Linked DNA regions of Danio rerio: region 2 is linked to region 1. Evidence: chromatin contacts called from public Micro-C data. All regions are on one chromosome and are shown on one strand. Each heading gives the region's core, a stretch centred on a gene start, on an enhancer-like site or on the middle of the called end of the contact. The rest is flanking DNA. Distances are from core to core; before and after follow the strand shown.

Evidence for each region. A called contact is a pair of places that touch in the nucleus more often than the background predicts.
Region 2: a contact with region 1 is called in a Micro-C map of caudal fin, with 3 times the contacts expected there. The contact joins the enhancer-like site here to the promoter of si:dkey-86e18.1 in region 1. A contact is called at or near these places in 3 of 18 Hi-C or Micro-C datasets (caudal fin, hematopoietic stem cells and an unstated tissue).

The regions. Positions count from the first base shown.
Region 1 is chr20:16,790,818-16,797,544 of GRCz12tu, forward strand. si:dkey-86e18.1 reads left to right here and starts at 2,269. Exons shown (of 5, transcript NM_001025491.1): 1 at 2,269-2,394; 2 at 2,552-2,592; 3 at 2,689-2,763. The coding sequence starts at 2,328. It overlaps caiap (CARD- and ANK-containing Inflammasome Adaptor Protein), which reads left to right. Exons shown (of 2, transcript NM_001025492.1): 2 at 1-832. The coding sequence ends at 832.
Region 2 is chr20:16,991,864-16,998,772 of GRCz12tu, forward strand. No RefSeq gene overlaps it. Among named protein-coding and RNA genes, the nearest start is that of si:ch211-195o19.4, 110 kb to the right of the region's middle. Within about 2 kb of position 1,853, at least 7 of the 62 cell types and tissues checked have an H3K27ac peak or open chromatin away from gene starts, as enhancers often do. A contact at or near this core is called in caudal fin, where this site is marked.

The DNA of each region.
Region 1 (6,727 bases), core at 1,019-3,518:
AGACCCCAACATCAGTGGCCCTAAAGATCAGACTCCTCTCCATCTCAGTGCATCCCATAATCAGCCAGCCATGATGGCACTGCTACTGCGTGTGGGGGCTCAGCTCAATCCCGTCACCCAGGATGGATTCACTCCACTGCACCTCGCCAGCCAAAATGGCCACACTGAAGCAGTCGCCCAACTGCTAGAGGCCAAAGCCGATGTCCATGCCAAAGACAAACAGGGAAGAACAGCCTTGCACTGGGCGGCAGAACAAGGAGAAGTGGCCATCATACAATCACTTCTCGCTGCTGGAGCGTATTCAAATGCCTCAGAAAGAGAGAAGAAAACCCCATTGCATCTGGCTGCAGCGGAGGGACACACTAAGGCAGTTTCAGCACTGTTGGCTGGTAAAGCTAAAGTTGGAGCTAAAGACATGGACGGCTGCTCACCACTGCATTACGCTGCTCGAAACGGAAAGGAAAGAGCAGGCAGTGTTCTTCTCGCATCGAGTAAGAGCAAGAATGTGGATGATAAGAACGTGTGGAGGAGGACTGCTCTGCATTTAGCTGCAGAGCATGGTCATGAGGCGCTGGTTGGCATTTTACTGGAGAATAAAGCAAAGATTAACGCCCTGGATAACAATAAAGACACACCACTTCACTGTGCTTGCAAGACTGGGCATTTGGGAACGGTACAGAGACTGATCAACTGGACAAATGGAGAACGGGCAAATCTTCAGGCTACTAATAATGTGAAGAAAAACGCACTTCAGGTGGCTGAAGCAGGGGACACAGAGGCCCATGAGAACATAAGCACCCTGCTGAAGAAGAAGATGTTCCTTGTAAAATGAAGGCGCTGAATGTTACAGGAGAAACTAAATTGTAATCTTGAACGTGTTTGATGAAAACGTTTGCTCAGCTGTTTTTGAATCAGTAGATATCAAACAAGCTAACAGAATTTTTTACTTTTATCCAGATATATTTGTCTCATGAAAAATGCACTTTCACTCATAAATTAAGTTTTCACCAAAATAGACGAACCGTTTCAACATTTTTTTGTGTATGCAAGTACTTCACAGTACTTTAAAATACTCAAAAATGTATCTGTCAGTGTGTTAAAATATTACATTTGATTTACAGAAGTCCCACAAGTGGCAAATTCAGATCTGTCACATTCATATCGGAGAGATGTCACATCCATAGCGAAGCTTTTACCTCATAAATGAAAGCATGTCAAATAAAATAAAATCAATCATGTTTGTTCTACAGAGAGCCAACTCTTATTCTTTTTGATTAGCATTATTTCTTTTGGGTTGTGCAGTTTAATTCACAGAAATTCTATAAAGTAGGTTGTAGACTGTAAACGTGCAGACTTTATTGTCACATCCATAACACATGTTTATTTTACTGAATGTTTAAAGATTTTCTGATCTTATAATAACTGTGGTTAGTAGTTTTACCAAATATAAACAGATGTTTCAATATAATGTTAACATATAGCCTACTGTTTATGCGAATTTATGTTTTGAGCTTTTACTGCAAATATCACATTCATAACGCTGGAATTGCTCAGAATTTTTTCATGTAGTTACACAACGGAAACCACACAATATTTCGCTAAACTAACATGGTGTGTTGTAAACCTAACTAAACTAGAATGGTAGTTCATATTAAATATTTGTTCCCAAAAAGACTTTTGATATAGTAAAACCACAGTTAATCTTAATAAGCGTTTGAAGCTCAGCAGAAATATTTTACACAATTTTCTAATGAATTCATGGTTTTGTCAACAGGTGTCACTCTAACACAGCATTTGAAAACCTTGTAAACAATGTCCGTAACAATGTCTAAAGTATATTATTACTAATAATATTATTACTAATAATATTATTACTATATTAATACTATTTATAAGTTTAGATAACTCACAACATTTTAAGTAAGCCCGTGTAAACATACAAACGTGCTATAGGTTAAAGATTATTTGGTCTGTAAAGAACTTGCTTAATTAAAGACTTTTCCTCCAAATGTGTTCAAATGACACTTTCCCACTATTTTATAGAGAAATAACTTCAGTTTTGGGAAACGTCTGTTTTAAAGTAGTTTTGCTGAAATCATGCACAACGCAACTTTAAGAGGAAATAAAATGCGTTTGAGTAATTGGACTTTTGCCTGAAAACATGCCATCAAATCAAAGGAACTACTAGTTTCTGCAAAACTGATGTAAAACCAATATTTTACTTTAAAAAAGGTGTTGAATAAAGAATTGACGAGCATACCTTGTCACGTGACCGTCTGTCTATCCACTCTGTCACGTGACGCCCTGTTGACGGAAATGCTGCAGGAATGGCGAGAAACGAAGAAAAACAGCTGGGAAAACTGAACCGACTGTGGTTGCAGAAAGAGAGAGACGGTATGAAACCCGTTTATAACCGGTTGAACTGACACTACTGTAAAATAACAAATGAAATACTGCAAAATAAAAAAGCAGTCGCTTGAATGTGTAAGCCACATTTCTCTCACTCGTTTGCACGTGGTCAGTGTGTGGTAATGTGTGTTTATTTTTTCAGAGGGTCGAATCAAAGATGTCCATGAGCCCAGACCAAAGCTTGTAAGAAATCTATTTCATATATTTCATATTACTTCAACCCGATTGTCAGCCATTAAGTAACAGTCATGTAATTTTAATGGACTTTTTGACACGCAGGCAACGTTAAATTCAGCGGCAGCAGTAAAGAAGTGGATGCCAAGCATCAAGAAGGAGATCAAGTACTATCTGCAGGTATTGACGCTGCAAAACATGAATGGATAGGTAACGTTAGTACCATTTACCGAACACCGCTATCTATGGAACAAAATCAATGCCTAAAGTCTTGAATTAAAAAGCTTGTTGAATATCACAAACTGAAAAAAATAATACACCGTATTAACAAGTTCTTGCATTTTAATGACTTGAATTCCAGGGTTTGTATTTTTAGGTCCTGAAATTTAACATACCTGTTTATTTAAGCTGTGAATATTTCAACGAAAAATATTTCAAACACGTTTTCATACTTAAAAATTCAATAATTCATATTCAATTTTCAGATTTCACTTAAAAAATATTCAATACCCTTTAAAAATACGATGTATAATATTCAAAAGGTAATTTTCAGTTCATTTTATTTCAGTTCTTATATTCGCTTCCATAAATTCAGTGGATCAAATTCGACTGATAAATTTCAACATTACATCCGGGAACTGCAGGAGAAGCAATAGATTGCAGAGTGAAGATCGCAGCTGCTCTAGCTTTCACCAGCAGGTGGAGATGGAATAATGTAAGATTTTTAACCCAGTAAACAGGCGAGAAAAAGGCTAATAAAGGCAAAAAAAGTAGCATTCAATTTTAATACCAATGCCTTGGACATTATAAATAATAAAAAGTATGAGTAAAATGAGTAAATGAGGTTTTAGTCATCTATATTTGCCCTTATGTAACGGAAGCCAGCTGGTGATCGCGTAAAGCTCACTCCTGATCCAGGGACAGACGTTGTTCTGCAATCTTATCGGAGCTTGTCTCCCATGCTGGCTCGTTACCTGCTCGGACCGGTGCGGTTATGTGCACATAAACCGTCTTTTGATGAATATGATGTTACTTATTGTCTATCTTTATTGACTCTTTCTTCCATAGACGCTAAGTATTATATTGACAGCTAAAGAATATAAACGTATGAGAAACAGGAGAGAAAATATAATAATAATAATACAAAATAGATAAACATTGACAGGGCTAAGAACAATTACGATCAAAGATTTTCAAAACCAGAGAGATTTTATGAGAATGTCACAAAACAGTTTACTTGGAAATGTTAAACAGAGTTCAGGTATGATTTAAGGTTGGTTATGGATGGGGCGTCTAATTTAAAATAATTTAACATGATAATGCATTAAAGGAGCGTCTTCAGTTTTTCACACAGAACCGTCTAATATGGCATAACTATAAGGAGTATTGTTTGCGCTGTTTAAACGCAGCTATGTCAGGATTGGGATAGGTTATACATTTTCATCATTTAAATTATTATTATGATTGTTAATATTATTATTGTATGACATTTATTTGGGCTATTGCGCTTAAATAAGTCATCTGTGATTCTAAATTAATATTTCTATTTATCCTTTTATCACTCTGCCTGTCTTTCTCTTCTTTTTTCTAATTTTTGGGGTTCTGCCACGGTTAAAAGTTTGCAAAATGTCTTAGTTTGTCCAGATTATTGTTTATGTAGCCTATAGGCGAGAAAAAGGTATTAACGCAAAAGTGGCAATGTCGCAGACAATGATAAGTAATAAAATGAGTCGCTTGTGGTTTGATAATAGGCAGTTATAACTGACTTTAATTTGTTTTCAGTATTAAATGAGAAAACCGTTATTTATAACTTTGCAGCGACCGTTTGTATTTTATGATTAGCAATGTTGATCTTTTTTGCAGTTATTAAACATATAAACTTATTTAAACTGGTTTAAATTTAATATAGTTGTCACTTAAGCTAGTTTCAAGATTAATGTTTAGAATGCGTGGTTTGACATGCGTGATTAAGGGGTTCCTGCAATGCAGCTCAATGTTCATCATTATGGGGTATTACTGAGCTTTAATCGCCATCTACTGGAGAGAATGTATTTGCTCATTTATTCTATTAACTCTTTTCTGCAAGTCTGTTTTATGATTTCACGAAGTCAAACCATTATGTTTTTATTTTATATTTTGAGATGATCATATTTAAATAAACAATTGCTAGGGTAGCTAATAGTTTCTTTTTTCTTGTTTTTTAAAAAAAAAAAACAGTAGCCTATAAAATCATAATTTTTGCTTGACAAAGTTATTGGTTTAGGATTCTGGATGCATTTTTGCTGTGTTGGAAGCTCACACCAATCAATTATATTATCAGAAATGACAGATATAAGAAATCCATTAATATTCATCACTTTTTACAATTATACAAGCAATTTCTCGCCGACGTCAGCTCCACTTTCGGAAATGGTAAACAGCGAGGTGTTATTCATATAAGCCCAAGCATGACATATGTCATGATTAATATAATAATCGAAACACTCTTGTAGGCTATTCTTATGCTTGGCCAAATGTCATGACTTTCACTTTCATTTTACATTATTATGCACAAGCCCAGATATCATCTGAAACTTTGGAAGAATTCCTATCATATATTGGCAGCCATCAAGCCTCTCTTCAGTTTGCTGTGGGGCGCTGGCTCTGCAGCTTGTAAAAGCAAGCTGCATAAAAACGTCAATCATTTCATTCATTCATCAATTCATTTATTTTCCTTCTGCTTCGTCTCTATTTTAGAGGAAAAGCGATAAACTAAAGACATTTTGCAAACTTTTAACCGTGGCAGAACCCCAAAAATTAGAAAAAAGAAGAGAAAGACAGGCAGAGTGATAAAAGGATAAATAGAAATATTAATTTAGAATCACAGATGACTTATTTAAGCGCAATAGCCCAAATAAATGTCATACAATAATAATATTAACAATCATAATAATAATTTAAATGATGAAAATGTATAACCTATCCCAATCCTGACATAGCTGCGTTTAAACAGCGCAAACAATACTCCTTATAGTTATGCCATATTAGACGGTTCTGTGTGAAAAACTGAAGACGCTCCTTTAATGCATTATCATGTTAAATTATTTTAAATTAGACGCCCCATCCATAACCAACCTTAAATCATACCTGAACTCTGTTTAACATTTCCAAGTAAACTGTTTTGTGACATTCTCATAAAATCTCTCTGGTTTTGAAAATCTTTGATCGTAATTGTTCTTAGCCCTGTCAATGTTTATCTATTTTGTATTATTATTATTATATTTTCTCTCCTGTTTCTCATACGTTTATATTCTTTAGCTGTCAATATAATACTTAGCGTCTATGGAAGAAAGAGTCAATAAAGATAGACAATAAGTAACATCATATTCATCAAAAGACGGTTTATGTGCACATAACCGCACCGGTCCGAGCAGGTAACGAGCCAGCATGGGAGACAAGCTCCGATAAGATTGCAGAACAACGTCTGTCCCTGGATCAGGAGTGAGCTTTACGCGATCACCAGCTGGCTTCCGTTACATAAGGGCAAATATAGATGACTAAAACCTCATTTACTCATTTTACTCATACTTTTTATTATTTATAATGTCCAAGGCATTGGTATTAAAATTGAATGCTACTTTTTTTGCCTTTATTAGCCTTTTTCTCGCCTGTTTACTGGGTTAAAAATCTTACATTATTCCATCTCCACCTGCTGGTGAAAGCTAGAGCAGCTGCGATCTTCACTCTGCAATCTATTGCTTCTCCTGCAGTTCCCGGATGTAATGTTGAAATTTATCAGTCGAATTTGATCCACTGAATTTATGGAAGCGAATATAAGAACTGAAATAAAATGAACTGAAAATTACCTTTTGAATATTATACATCGTATTTTTAAAGGGTATTGAATATTTTTTAAGTGAAATCTGAAAATTGAATATGAATTATTGAATTTTTAAGTATGAAAACGTGTTTGAAATATTTTTCGTTGAAATATTCACAGCTTAAATAAACAGGTATGTTAAATTTCAGGACCTAAAAATACAAACCCTGGAATTCAAGTCATTAAAATGCAAGAACTTGTTAATACGGTGCATTATTTTTTTCAGTTTGTGATATTCAACAAGCTTTTTAATTCAAGACTTTAGGCATTGATTTTGTTCCATAG
Region 2 (6,909 bases), core at 603-3,102, 200 kb after region 1:
CATAACATGGCAATGATGAAAGTGATGAGAAATACCAGACACACTCATTCTGATAGACATGGAAAATTCCATCGCCATCAAATCAACAGAATCACAAAAAAAACACTTCCATTGGCCGGAGCAAAAGGGCAGTAGTGGAAGATGTGGGTTGTAGAGGCCTCTATAGTGAGAAAGTGGAACACCTTTGCCCAAGAAAATGCTCTTTCTCAGGACCTGGCACAGCGATAGAATGCACATCTCGTGTGTGGGCACTTGAGAAAAGGGGGCAATGAAACATGAAACTGGAACTTTACCAACCTGTTCACCCTTGAACCACTAGCCAGATCATTCAGATGTTTTTTGTGGGTAAGATCATCTGATATTACAGCTTTATTTAGCTTCCAAAAAGGGTCTCTTACTCTTAAAAATGTCATTGAAAAAACATTTTTAGTTCCCGAGGAACCTTTTCTTAAAGCTTTTTATAGTTTGAAGATCTTTTTGTGCAATAAAGAGCTTTTACATGGATTTTAAATGATCTTTATAAAACCACTGATGCCGGAACCTTTTTCTTTAAGGTGGGTCACAGGCCTACAGTATTTAAACAGTGGAAGTTAGATGACCTTAACACTAACTCTGCACCCTTTATTCATTTTAGGGATACATTTTACATTTTGTGTCCTTCCATTTATTTTTATCTCTTTTTTTATTTATTATTGAAACAGTGGCATTTAAGCTAAAATATGGAATGCAACTAAATTTTGGACTACAGACTAAGCGAATATAAAGTATGTATAATAATTATTTGGGTATTCAGGAAGTGGCTCACTGTCAAGTTTTTAAAAGTTTAAAAATAAGCGTCTCCTGCTCACCAAGGCTGCATTTATTTAATCAAAAAGTACAGCACCAAATTTTGAGTAGTGAAATGTTATTGCACTATAAATAACATTATGTTATGTTCAAAAGTAGTTTATAATTTAATTTAATAGTTTACTCTAATGATTTTAAAGATTTTTTTTATATTTTCAGCTCCATTTATCCAGTCATCAGTGTCACATGATCCTTCAGCAATCACTCTTACTATTAGTATTAGTATTAATGTTACCATTATTAATGGTAAAAGTAATAAAGGCAATAATGACTGGAGTAATAATTTTATTTGAAACTACATATAATAAGAAAGCAGTTATTTAAAGTGTTAATAAATATGTTTTTTTGTTCTTTTCTTTTTTTACATTTAATAGATGCCACCTTAATAAACATAATAATTTTCTATGGAAACAAATAGGGATAAAAACATAGATATGTTGCACTCAAAAAGACTCTTTATGGGATTTTGTAACAATTTTAAAGACTTTTTAAGGTAATAAGAAAGCAAAAAAATTTTTTACATTTGCAGGTTAAAACTTATTCCACAAAACATCACTTATAATGAAGGGAAATCTTAAACTTAAACTTTAAAATGTTCCAATTATACTACGCAAATGAATGCTTTAAAAAGTGTAAACTAAAATGCTTTTTCAAAAACTGTAATTGTAAATGTATTTATTTACATTGTTAGTTACTTAGTGACACTGCACTAAATATAATGCACGTTTGTCATGTGTGTACTTTTTTTTTTAATTGACGCACAATGGTTAAAAACAAAGGCACAGAAAGACACATCAAATGTTACCAGGGGTTTCCCAAAAGGGACATGCCAAGGCAAAGCTCAAATACAGCGTTCTCTGAAGCATAACACGACCACAATAAACACCTCAGATACAAACTGAACCAACCAAACACCTGCTGTTTAAACCATGCAAAAACTCTACATACTTTCTGTAAAGTTCACCTGGGGTGAGTGACAGGTCTTATAAACTTCATCCACCTACCGTTACCATAGTCAACACTGCCCTCTAAAGGACATCGTTTAAAATATCGAACGACACTAAAATCACCGTTGATGATAAAGAACTTTATTAATAAAGGAAACGAGCCCTTACCTGAGCTTTGCTGGGTCCAGGCTTCTGGTGGAAAAAGATGTTGAAACTGAATGCGGCGCAGGCGGCTGTAAACAGACCCTGGATGAGGAGAAACGTGACGGATCTCCGGGTGCTGCTGCAGCGGCATCTCGCGCTGCCGCCGCCCGCCTCCAAACTCTCTGGAGCATCCTTTGAGTCCATTCCGGGTGACGGACGGAGTGACTTTGACTGCCTTCGGAAGAGACTGCGCTATTTATCATGTCGAAAAAAGCGGAGGAGGGAGCAGACCGAAACCCCGAAAAAAACATCCCCATCCAACGCATCGAGCTGGAGGATGCTCTAGTTTAGATGTTTGGCTTATTCAGACCGATAGCCTCAATGTTTTCACACACGCTTACCTCAAGTTTTCCCGGCTGATGCAAAGTGAATGCCATCTAACTGCTTCTTAGTAACGATGAAAAAATAAATAAATAATAATAATAATAATAATAATAATAATAATAATAATTATTATTATTATTATTATTATTATTATTATAGTTATTATTATTATAGTTATTATTATTATTATTATTATTATTATTATTATTATTATTATTATTATTATTAATTGCAATTTTCACAAAAAAAGTGGCGGCTTGTCATGTCATTTTTAAGTTCATAAAATGGCTGTCAGTTGTGCAGTCCATCTACCGGTCAGACCTTCACATTTATTTATAAATTACACTAAATAAGTATTATGCTATCCACAGATTAATTTATAAAATAGACTGAATAATCAGTTAATTTGGAATAAGTTTAAATATTTTTAAACATTCTTTTATTTTCATTAAACCTCAGTAAAATGTTAAATGGTTTTAAAAAATAAAATGGCAACACGCTGTTATTTTTAGGTGCTGCGTAGGCTAATATCATTGCGCCTGCTGCAGACATGGAAGGAAAGTTCTTTGATTATTACATCAGAAGTAGGCCTATAGTTTTTTGACATATTGACCTCGAAAATAGCAACTTTTTATTTTCTGTCAGTCTTACCCTGTAACTACACAAGAGTCAAGCTTAAACAGGAATATTATCGAAAGTCTTTTTTTTAAACGAACAATGTGCTAATGGTCTAATCTGATTCAATGATCTATGCTAAGCTAAGCTAAAAGTCCTCCGACCAGACCCAGAGATCAGCTGAAAGAATTCAAGTAAAACTCAATTTTACTATTAAATCACATTAAAGTTACCACAACTTGATATGATCATTATTTATTTGCTGGCAAGCTTAATCTCACGTTTGACATGTGTTGTAGTAATTTTGAGTTTGTTTGGCTTTTCAAACAATTACCAAAACTTCACACATTCTTAAAAACATCTCCTTTACACAGCAAAAAAGTGATAAATTAACTATTTTCATTTGGGTAAATTTCAACATGATATGACAAGATGGTACACCACACTACCCGTAGAAAGTTTGGATTTTCTTTTTTCTTTTTTTAGCCCTTAGCTGCTCCACCAAGAACACACTCAATGATTTATTTTCAGATCCCATAATTTCCAAAATATCAGCCGGTAAAAGTACCGAAATCAATATTTTTAAAAAATCTGAAGTGTAAGAGCAATTTATTTATTTATTTTTTTTAAATAATCAAATAAAAAAGTTTTGAACACTACATCATTTTTATTTTTTGTAGTATGCCATCAAATATTTCAGATTCTTAATTTACATGTTCTCTTTTTTTACGATAAAACCAAAATCAAGTGTAATAGTGCAACACGATTGTGTTTTTTTTATTTTGTTGTAAACCAATAATGCTGTGTGTGTAAACCATTATTTATAACAGTCAGTCTTTAAATGAATTTAACAGTCATTATTTAAAACAGTCCGAATATGATCAACCATTTGGTTGAACGGGCAGTTCAAGGGTTAAACATTCATTAAGGACACATTAAATTGAAAGTGACAATAAATGAATTTATAATGTAATTAATCTTTAAGGTTAAGCACTAATGCTATTAAGATTAATTAAGCACCAGTAATAATTGAACAAAAAAGAGATGCAAATCGTTAAAATTACAGATTTCTGAAGGACCGTGTGATTCTAGTTACGTATGAATTACATTTTTACAATTTATTTTTGTAAAAGACTATTTTTCTTAAAAAGTTATTTTAAACAATAATTATATTCCACAACAGTTTGCATGTTCTCCCTGTGTTGGCGTGGGTTTCCTTCGAGTGCTTCAGTTTCTCCCACAGTACACAGACATTAAGTATAGATCAATTGAATAAATTAATAGGCCGTAGTATATGTGTGTACTGTTTCCAAGTACTGGATTGCAGCTGGAAGGGCATTTGCTGTGTAAAACATATGCTGGATAAGTTGGTGATTCATTGCGCTGTGGCAACCTCTGATGAATAAAGGGACTAAGCCGAAGGAAAATGAAGGATTTAATATTCCAGAATATTATTTTTTTAATGCAGCCTACTTGATTAGAAATGAACGGAAATTGTTGAATATGTTATTTCAGCAACACTTCAAAATCTTTTCCACTCACAAGCATCATGTTTTTTCAAAGAGGCATCAGGCATGTTTTTTCAAAGACCTTTCATTCTTTCCCTATCCTTTCCTTCTGAGATCTTGAATTTGTGTATACCGTTAAGATACAAAGCCTATAAGAACAAATGCAGATTCACAGTCTTAATTAGCCCTATGTCAAAAAAGATAGTCAATAAAGGAAATGTTCCCATATATTATTTTTTTCATGATTTATAAAACTTTCTATATTACTCTGAACGCAAACTTCCTCTTTTGCAGCAAATAGACAGATTCCCTATAGTTGAAACTTCCTAAATAGGCCAGATGCAAACATTACAGATTCTGTAATAAAAATGCTGATATAAAGTATCACACACATTAAATTAAATTACCAATGCTTGTGAATGTTTATCTAAATTAGCCTTAGAACCTTATCATTTAGCCTTCTTCATTCATCGACTGGGGTCATTTGGATTACTGTTTTTTGGCTTTTCGTGGATGGTTTTTGAAAAGACCAAACTGGACGGCACGATAGTGAGTAAATGATGATGGAATGTTCACTTTGAGGTGGTTAGAGCCACCCTGTTAAAAAAAAAAAAAAAACATCTCTTTTCAGTCATTTGTGATTCATGGGTGTTTTCCATGTGTTTGGAATCTGAAATGACTTTATGGACCTGTGTTTGTACTCTTTTGAAAATTAAACATTGAAAACATCAAAAAATTGTCTCTATTTAGGAATAACAGGAAATATTCTGTCAGTCCATTAGGTGTGGTTATTGTAATTGTTATTTGTTAAATTTAGAAAGACAATACTGATTGAGTTTAATTCTATCTTCATATTTTAATTAAATCATCCTTTTAGAGTAGTTTAGAATTTCTTTTAAAAGATATATTTTCATATACAGTTAAAGTCAGAATTATAAGCTCCCCTGTTTATTTTTCCCCAATTTCTGTTTAACGATGAGAAGATTTTTTTTCAACATTTCTAAACGATAACTTTTTTTTTTTTTTTTTTTTTTTTTGGAAAGAGAAGACCTTGGAGGACCCAATGATGCACTTTGGTTAAGTCACATGACATCTAGTGTTTTTCTTTAACGCGATTTCTGACAGACTGACATTTATTGTGAATAGTTGCTGAATGCAAATGTAAACTTCAATAAAAACATAGGATCAAATTAGGTCAGATCCACACAAAAAAAATAAATAAATAAAAAAATCTGAAACATCACCTCCAGTTAGTTATGATAACATATGCAAAACTCAAAAACGTTTTTATTAAATTAGTTTTTTGTATTGATCAAATGTGTGTGTTGCCAAAGGGAAACACTGTGCAATAGTGGAACATGCAATATTGCAATGGGTTAGCTAGCCAGCAAGGTGAGCTGTGAACTTTTAAGTTGTAGCAATAACAATATGGCAGCTAGTAACATAAGGTTGATTAGTCATGTGTTAATCGTATTTGCATTATGGATTAAATCTAGTTTTAATGGCAATACTAATTTTGAATAGATATCAATACAGGGAACAGTGTATTAAGGAGCAACACCATGTTCTGTTGTAAGTGAAACAAGAAAAGGACAGCACTGGTTCTTCCTGCAGATGAAAGTGAGGGTGAGATGGGTTTTAGTGACCATGAGAATGATGCAGACTGCTCATTCTTGATAGAGACAGTTAAGGTAAGTTAGCTGTGAGTCAGAAATGACAGGTGTAGTATAGTATATAGTACAATATATGTAAACATTGTTAACTAGTAGCTACATTATTCTGATGAAAAATATATATTATAATAAAATAAAATAAAATAAAATAAAATATAATATAATATAATATAATATAATATAATATAATATAATATAATATAAAGTAATACACAGAGAGAGAGAGAGAGAGAGAGAGAGAGAGAGGAGAGAGATTTTACAAAAACTTTATCACATACCAAACTTCAAAAAATCCACAAAATAATCCCATCATAAAACAACAAATTGTTGAAAATTTAATTATTCTCTTCAAAAGAAAAAAAAACATATTAATAGCACAATATATGGTAAATAATTTTCAAGATCACTCACTTTACTCTGATAGTTAAAATCTATTTTCAACAGCTTTCAACATTTTTATAAAAATACAAACAACATAAACATCTGAGGAACCTTCTATAGTTTTTTAGGTCTAATTTCTTTTCTTTCTTTTTTTTTTTCTTTTTTTGTGAATATCTTTTTCCTAAAATGAACAACTGTTTAGAAAAAAACACACCAAATAAACTGATAAAAAATACTCTTAACTATGAAAACTATGACTAAACACAACAACATCCATAAAACAATGAGAGGCAGTCTCACAAAGAATACAAAAAGGGCAATCATGACTAAAAACAGACTTTTACTTTTGTTTATGAATATTAAAAATTAAGAACAGAAATTTTGATAGGGGACAACATGGTGGCGCAGTGA